2 separate regions of the Callithrix jacchus genome follow, and region 2 is linked to region 1. The links are chromatin contacts, called in public Hi-C maps. All regions are on one chromosome and are shown on one strand. The core of a region is the stretch at or near the end of the contact, and the rest is flanking DNA. Distances in the headings are between cores, read along the strand shown.

Region 1 (3,269 bases), core at 233-2,732:
CCATATATAATGGCATTTACATAAGAGTTCAAATCATGAGGAATAGCAATAGCAATAACAAGATCCAAGCATTACAGATTTAAATATTATTTCAGAATTAGATTACTGGAGTTAAACTTCCAGATTCTAGACTCCAAGCTTCAAGAAATAAATTACAACTTTGACTACCCCCAAAGGCTAATCAAGCCCTAAGTCTCCGTAGAATAATTTGCGTTTCTTTTCGTGATCCAGACAAAAGGAGGAAACGGCCATAATCTGCCCTCACTGGAAACCAGCATCACAGGAATTTTCCCAGGCGGCTTTGTGGCAGTCTAAGGAGGTTCCAAGCATGTTATAACTACCATTCATCAAGCATCTATGGTGCTAAACACTTTACATTCAACTTTAGCTCATTTTAAGCTTCCCTTGCAGTGTATATATTGCAGTTCCTATTTTCCAGATGAGGAAATCAAGGCTCAGAGAGATTAGTTAATTTTGCTCAAACCAACGCAATTTGTGCCAGCGATGCATCTGTGACATCGCCCCATCAATTCTCTCCACAATGTGTTTCTACGTTTAAGAAAGATAAAACAATCATCCGTGAAGGTTGAGGAGAGAGATGGGGCTGATAATGTCTGAGAAAGATTTCTGAACACAAGAGGAAATTAAAAAGAAAATTCTGTAGCAAAACAAACCAGTCGCAGCTGTTTGGGTTAAGGACAAAAACTCGCCTCGAGGGTCCCTGGGTCTACTTCCTCCTACCTACGGCTAGGCTGTGCCTGCACCAGGCGTGGTGATTGGCAGGCGCCTACGGTTTACGCAGGGATGGCCGCTTGGGAGTCAGAGCTCCAGTTTCTCATCTCCCCTACTCCCTTGACCCTCACCCCCACCCCACCTTCAGCCACCCGCTGGGAGCTTCCCCCATCCCCACCCCCCAGTGCCGGCAAGGCTCCCAGGCAGAGAGGGAAGCTGCTGACTGATGGGGGCCGCCGAGCGCGAGAGCGCTGAGTGAGGCCGACGCGCCCAAGCCGGTTGGCCTCAGGATCCCAGCAGCTGTGGACGCCAGAGCTGGGCGCAGTCATCCTGATCCAGCCCGCGGGGCCTGATCGGAAGGATGCCTCGGCCTAAGAGCTGGCCTCGGGTCCTGGCACCTCCACGCGAGTAAGCAGGGGCTGCAACGGCTGTGCTGGGCCTGCGCGTCGGCCCTTGGGGGTACTCTGGGCCCTCACTGCCTCGAGGCCCTGCGGCCCAAGCCCTTAGAGCAGAGGCCGCGCTAGTCTGCAGGGGTCGGCACAGGGCCGGAGGCAGCGGGTTCTCCTATCCACTCCGGGTTGACCCTAAAGAAATGATTTAACCGTGGCGATGGCAGCTGCCCACGCTGTCTGGAGGAGCAGGGCGCCGGGGGCGTGGCAGCGAAGCTGGCCCCAAGGGGCGCCCAGGCCTACGCGCCCGGCTCTCTCCCCGCTTTCTTCCTCCTCCTTCCCGGGCTCCGAAAGCCTGCCAGCCGCGGCCCCAGCCCTCCCCCCAGCCTGCGCAGGGCTCCGCTTTCCCTCCATCAACTCCAGGCCGAATTCAATCCGAGAAGGCTCCTTTGAGCTTTTGTGTTTGCTGGGGGAGATGTGGGCGCAGGAGGGATCGCGTTACAACTTTCATTTCCTGAAATGTTTGAGGGAACATCCAGGGTTTTTATCCCCACATCAGGCCGGGCGATGGGCTCGAGTTTCAGGCCTTGTCACTCAGCTGTCACCAAACAAACGAAGCTCTCAGAGCCCAGGAGAGGGAGAGCTACCTGCTATTCATGACCCCTGGAGCAGGTGATCGCTCATGGGAAAAACAGGTAGAATTAATCATAGGGCTGCTCTCTGTTTCCTCTCTTTTTTGGCAGACCTGCCCACAGCGCGAAACCTATCAGCAAACAAATTAACTCTTTCTTGTCACCCAGGGGAACTAAAAATACGTTTTTAGAAAACTCAACACACGTTTCACACCAAATGATGAAATGAAAGTTGAAAGGAACATCTTACATCCGCTCCACCTTGCAATTTCTTAGTTTGTGGGTTCTCATCTCAGTAGGACTTAGAACTTGGGGAAACTGGTAGAGAATGAAGCATCCTCATGTTACCTCGTCCTATCCACTGGATGGAGCCCCAGTTGTGGTCCCTGAACTCATGCAGATTTCAACATCTCCTTCTTGACTGGGTGTCAATGCAGTTGGGATTGATCCTACTAAAACAGAAAAATCTCTACTCCAACAGAAGTTTCTAAGAAATTTCTGTAAATTAGTGTTTTGCTTCCCCAAACTCTTCCCTAAGTCAATCATATTGAGCATCCATGTTGCCTTCTGTATTGAAAAATCCAAATGCGTTTGAAATCTCCCTATTCATTTCAATTCTAACTTAATTCTAACAAAATCCTAACACTTTTTTTAAAAATTACTTCTTGCCTTAGCTGAACTAAGACAGAAAGTTCAGCATACTGGTGTTCTTTGTTTTTGTAGATACTGTTTAATGGCCACTTATTAAACATTACAACACAAATTTCAAATTCTATCTTTATTTTCTATTTAGTTCTATTTTCCCCTTTTTTACTCTCTTTCCCTTCTCTAGAAAATAAAACTAAAGAAAGAAAAAGAGGAAATGCATCTGGACTTGCTTCTAAGATATATTGATACTGGAAAAGTTAGGCACAACAGCTTGGGAATCTTCAACCTGATTTTGTTTGAAGAATCTTCAGACTGATTTTTTTTGAAAGTAGAAATATGGTAAGGGGCCAGTATTGTCATTCTGCCTTTTAGTTCTTCCATAAAAGTTGTGAGTGAGTGTGTGTGTGTGTGTGTGTGAGAGAGAGAGAGAGAGAAATCAGGAGATATACTGTATGTAAAATAATCCTCCTGGACTTCTTTATGAAGATTTTGTCTGTTTATTTTGAAAATAGCCATTGGTTCCAGATTCCCAGGACTGATTTTCTTAGATTAGCTATTTGTACTCAGAGGTAGAGCCCTGAGCAATATTATTCTTCAATTAAAATCAAGAACTTGACTTTAGGAGGAAGCATGTTATGTTTATATAACATCAGCAATGCATAGAAAATATTCACCACACATATCTGAAGAAAGACAAAGCTTCAATTGTTTAAATGTTCTTTTGACTTCATAGATACTAAGGCATGTTGATCTTCTATCAAGCTTAATTTTTTAAAAAGCTTGTTACCTACTTTGATCTCCACGGTATTTTAAATAAATACAGAGCTAATGCTGTCTTCCTTGTAACTACCTCCTTGATTTAAAGGTA
Region 2 (3,285 bases), core at 646-3,145, 590 kb after region 1:
GGGTGCCTGTAATCCCAGCTACTGGGGAGACTGAGGCATGAGAATCACTCGAACTTGGGAGGCAGAGGTTGCAGTGAGCCAAACTCTAGCCTGGGCGATAAAGTGAGACTCAGTCTCAAATCAATCAATCAATCAATCAATCTGCACATGAATGTTGATAGCAACTTTATTCATAATTGCCAGAACTTGGAACAATGAAGATGCCCTTCAGTAGGTGAATAGATAAATAAACCATAGTACATTCAGACAATGGAAAATTATCTAGGAATAAAAAGAAATGAGCTATTAAGCCATGAAAAGATGCACAGGAAACTTAAATGCATTTTACTGAGTGAAAGAAACCAATCTGAATAGGCTACATGCTGTATAATTCCAGCCGTATGACATTCTGGAAAAGGCAAAACTATGGAGACAGTAAAAAGATCAGTGGTTGACAAAGGTTAGGGGGAAGAGGGAATGGATAGGTGGACAACCCAGGATTTTTAGGGCAGTGAAACTACTCTGTATGATACTGCAATGGTAGAGACATGTCATTATACAATTTGTCCAAACCCATAGAATGTATGGACACTGAGAGAGAAACCTAAGGTGAACTACGGACCTCGGGTACCAGTGTGCGTTCATCAGTTGTAACAAATGTACCACTCTGGTGGGGATGTTGATAGTGAGAGAGTCTGTATGCATGTGGGGCAGAAGGTATATGGGAACTCTCTATACTTTCTGCTCAGTTTTGCTGTAAACCTAAAACTTCTCCAAAAAATAAAATCATTTTAAAAAGGCTAATATATTTTTTAAAAGATAGAAAGGAAGCAGAGTGAAAGTGGATCTTTTAAATATTTAATTTAAATATCAGTGTTCAGCCGCTGAGAGGTTTAGAGTAGTCAAAAAGGGTTGTTTTATTTTTTAAATTATTGTGAGTGCATAATAGGTATATCTATTTTTGTGCATACATAATAGATGTATACATTTATGGGTTACATGAGATACTTTGATACAGGCATGCAATGCATAATAATCACGTCATGGAAAATGGGTATCCATCCCCTCAAGCATTTATCCTTTGTGTTATAAACAATCCAGTTAGACTCTTTTAGTGATTTTTAAATGTACATTAAATTGTGACTGACTATAGTCACCCTGTTGTGCTATCAAGTACTAGGTCTTATTCAATCTTTCTAATTATTTTTTTTACCCATTAACCATCCCACTTACCTTCCGCTACCCTTCCCAGCCTCTGGTCACCATCCTCCTACTCTCTATCTCCATGAGTTCAATTGTTTTGATCTTTAGCTCCCACAAATAAGAGAGATCATAGGAAGTTTGTCTCTCTGTGCCTGGCATATTTCACTTAACATAATGATCTCCAGTTCCATTCATGTTGTTGCAAATGATAGGATCCCATTCTTTCTTATGGTTGAATAGTACTCCATTGAGTATATATGCCATGTTTTCTTTATCCTTTCATCTGTTGATGGACACATAGTTTGCCTTCAAATCTTGGCTATTGTGAATGGTCTGCAACAACCTGGGAGTGCAGATATCTCTTTGATATACTGATTTCCTTTCTTTTTTTTTTTAATTATATTTTAAGTTCTGGGGTACATGTGCAGATCATGCAGAATTGTTATACTGATTTTCTTTCTTTTCGGTACATACCCAGCAGTGGGATTGCTGGACCAGATGGTAGCTCTATTTTTAGTTTTTTGAGGAACTTCTAAACCATTCTCTGTAGTGATTGTACTAGTTAACATTCCCACCAACAGTGTATGAGGGTCTTATTTTTAATGTGTCTTTTTTGATGCAGCTTCATCTTCACCAGATTGCCTTCCTCAGTATGGAAAACCCACACCTGCCTTCTTTGGTGTTATATCAGAAGTTGGCCATGGGGCAGCATGATTCCTCCTTGGTCTGTCCTGTGGCTTCAGGAGAAGGCCCTGCTATGTGGGGAGGAAGGAAGACAGTGACTTTCCCCAGCACACCTTGCCCATGCATTCACAGATTTGAGATCTGGTCCCAATACCCACGTGAACTTACTCTGAGTTTCTGACAGAGGAAGCTGCTAAAGTTAAGGACTAACTTCCACCCCTAGTGGACAATCACTTGAGATGCACCAAGGGTTAGGCCACCATTGCTCTGCCAAGGTCAGAGCACTCACTGAGGCCAAGCTCAACTCTAGGATGAGATATCTGGCTGAGAGTGGCCTGGACAAATGGAAACAGAGGCAATGTGACTTCCCCTTTCCCTATTTGCCCAGTTTGATAATGACACAAAGAAAGGAGACACGTCGTATATGCAAGTTTAACAGCACAAGTAAAACTAATAATTTTGCAATAAGAAGTGACCGATGTATTCAAATTTAAGAAGTTTAAAGTACAGACTTGAAGCCTACTGTCCATACACAGTCATTATTAAAGTCTACATTTCTCAAACATTGCAATCCTACCTCCGAAGCCACAGATTCTTCTCTCCTTAGTCCCTCAGGCCTGAAGTCTTTGTCCGTATTTCTTCATTCTGCAGCCTCATAGTCCCGCCCCTGGTACTGAATACACACACACAAGCATATGGTGGGCAAGAGAGACCTCTGCTGGATGAATGACGGCAAACAAGCACGGCTCTGCACTAAGAAAAACAGAATACACTTTTTTTGTTTTACAGTGGTGCTTCTGGAAGAGAAGAAAAATTGTTTTTGTTTCAGAATCACCTTTTAAACTCTTGAGATTGAAAACCAACCCCATAAGATATGTTTTTTTAGGTTTTGAGAAACATCGTTTGCGGACGGTGCCATTTCTACAGCACTTTGCTACTTATGTTGAGCAATTTTGTAAGAGCTCCATATGTTCTGCACACAGGTTCTAAGAGCAGCTTCACAGCCTAACAGCCAAACTGCTTCTTTTCTATCTAATTGCCTGCCAGTGTTCCACGTTATCTGTGCACAGGCAGGGATATGTGAGACATGATTCTCATAGACCCGAAATCATAGGATGGACTTCAAGACTGAGTTTTCAGAACTCCTGGAAAGGATATATGTTTGAGATAGGTCAGCAGGGGTCAAAAACATTCAGAGAAAACTTGACACACCTTGCCGAACTTTTCCCCTCGGCTGCATATATTCAGAATTTTTAGGTCCTTAATTGGGGTGGGGGGTGGGAAGAGTGCGAGTGCTTTTGAAAAAAGTTCCCCTGCACGCAGCATATACCCTGATGCATTAAAATATGCTCAGCTTTGCAGTGTCCTCTGTACACACCGTGTTTCAGGGCACGGCAAAGGCAGAGCTTGGTGGTTCAA

What was found. A called contact is a pair of places that touch in the nucleus more often than the background predicts.
Region 2: a Hi-C map of skeletal muscle shows a contact between it and region 1, with 4 times the contacts expected there. The contact joins two enhancer-like sites. A contact is called at or near these places in 2 of 3 Hi-C or Micro-C datasets (induced pluripotent stem cells and skeletal muscle).

The regions. Positions count from the first base shown.
Region 1 is chr8:95,370,564-95,373,832 of calJac240_pri, forward strand. No RefSeq gene overlaps it. Among named protein-coding and RNA genes, the nearest start is that of SIX1, 11 kb to the right of the region's middle. Within about 2 kb of position 1,483, at least 2 of the 16 cell types and tissues checked have an H3K27ac peak or open chromatin away from gene starts, as enhancers often do. A contact at or near this core is called in skeletal muscle, where this site is marked.
Region 2 is chr8:95,956,841-95,960,125 of calJac240_pri, forward strand. The region is part of intron 1 of LOC144577514 (a long non-coding RNA gene); the gene reads left to right. It overlaps LOC103795787 (a long non-coding RNA gene), which reads right to left. Exons shown (of 3, transcript XR_623412.5): 2 at 2,444-2,619; 3 at 153-1,937. Among named protein-coding and RNA genes, the nearest start is that of TMEM30B, 29 kb to the right of the region's middle. Within about 2 kb of position 1,896, at least 1 of the 16 cell types and tissues checked has an H3K27ac peak or open chromatin away from gene starts, as enhancers often do. A contact at or near this core is called in skeletal muscle, where this site is marked.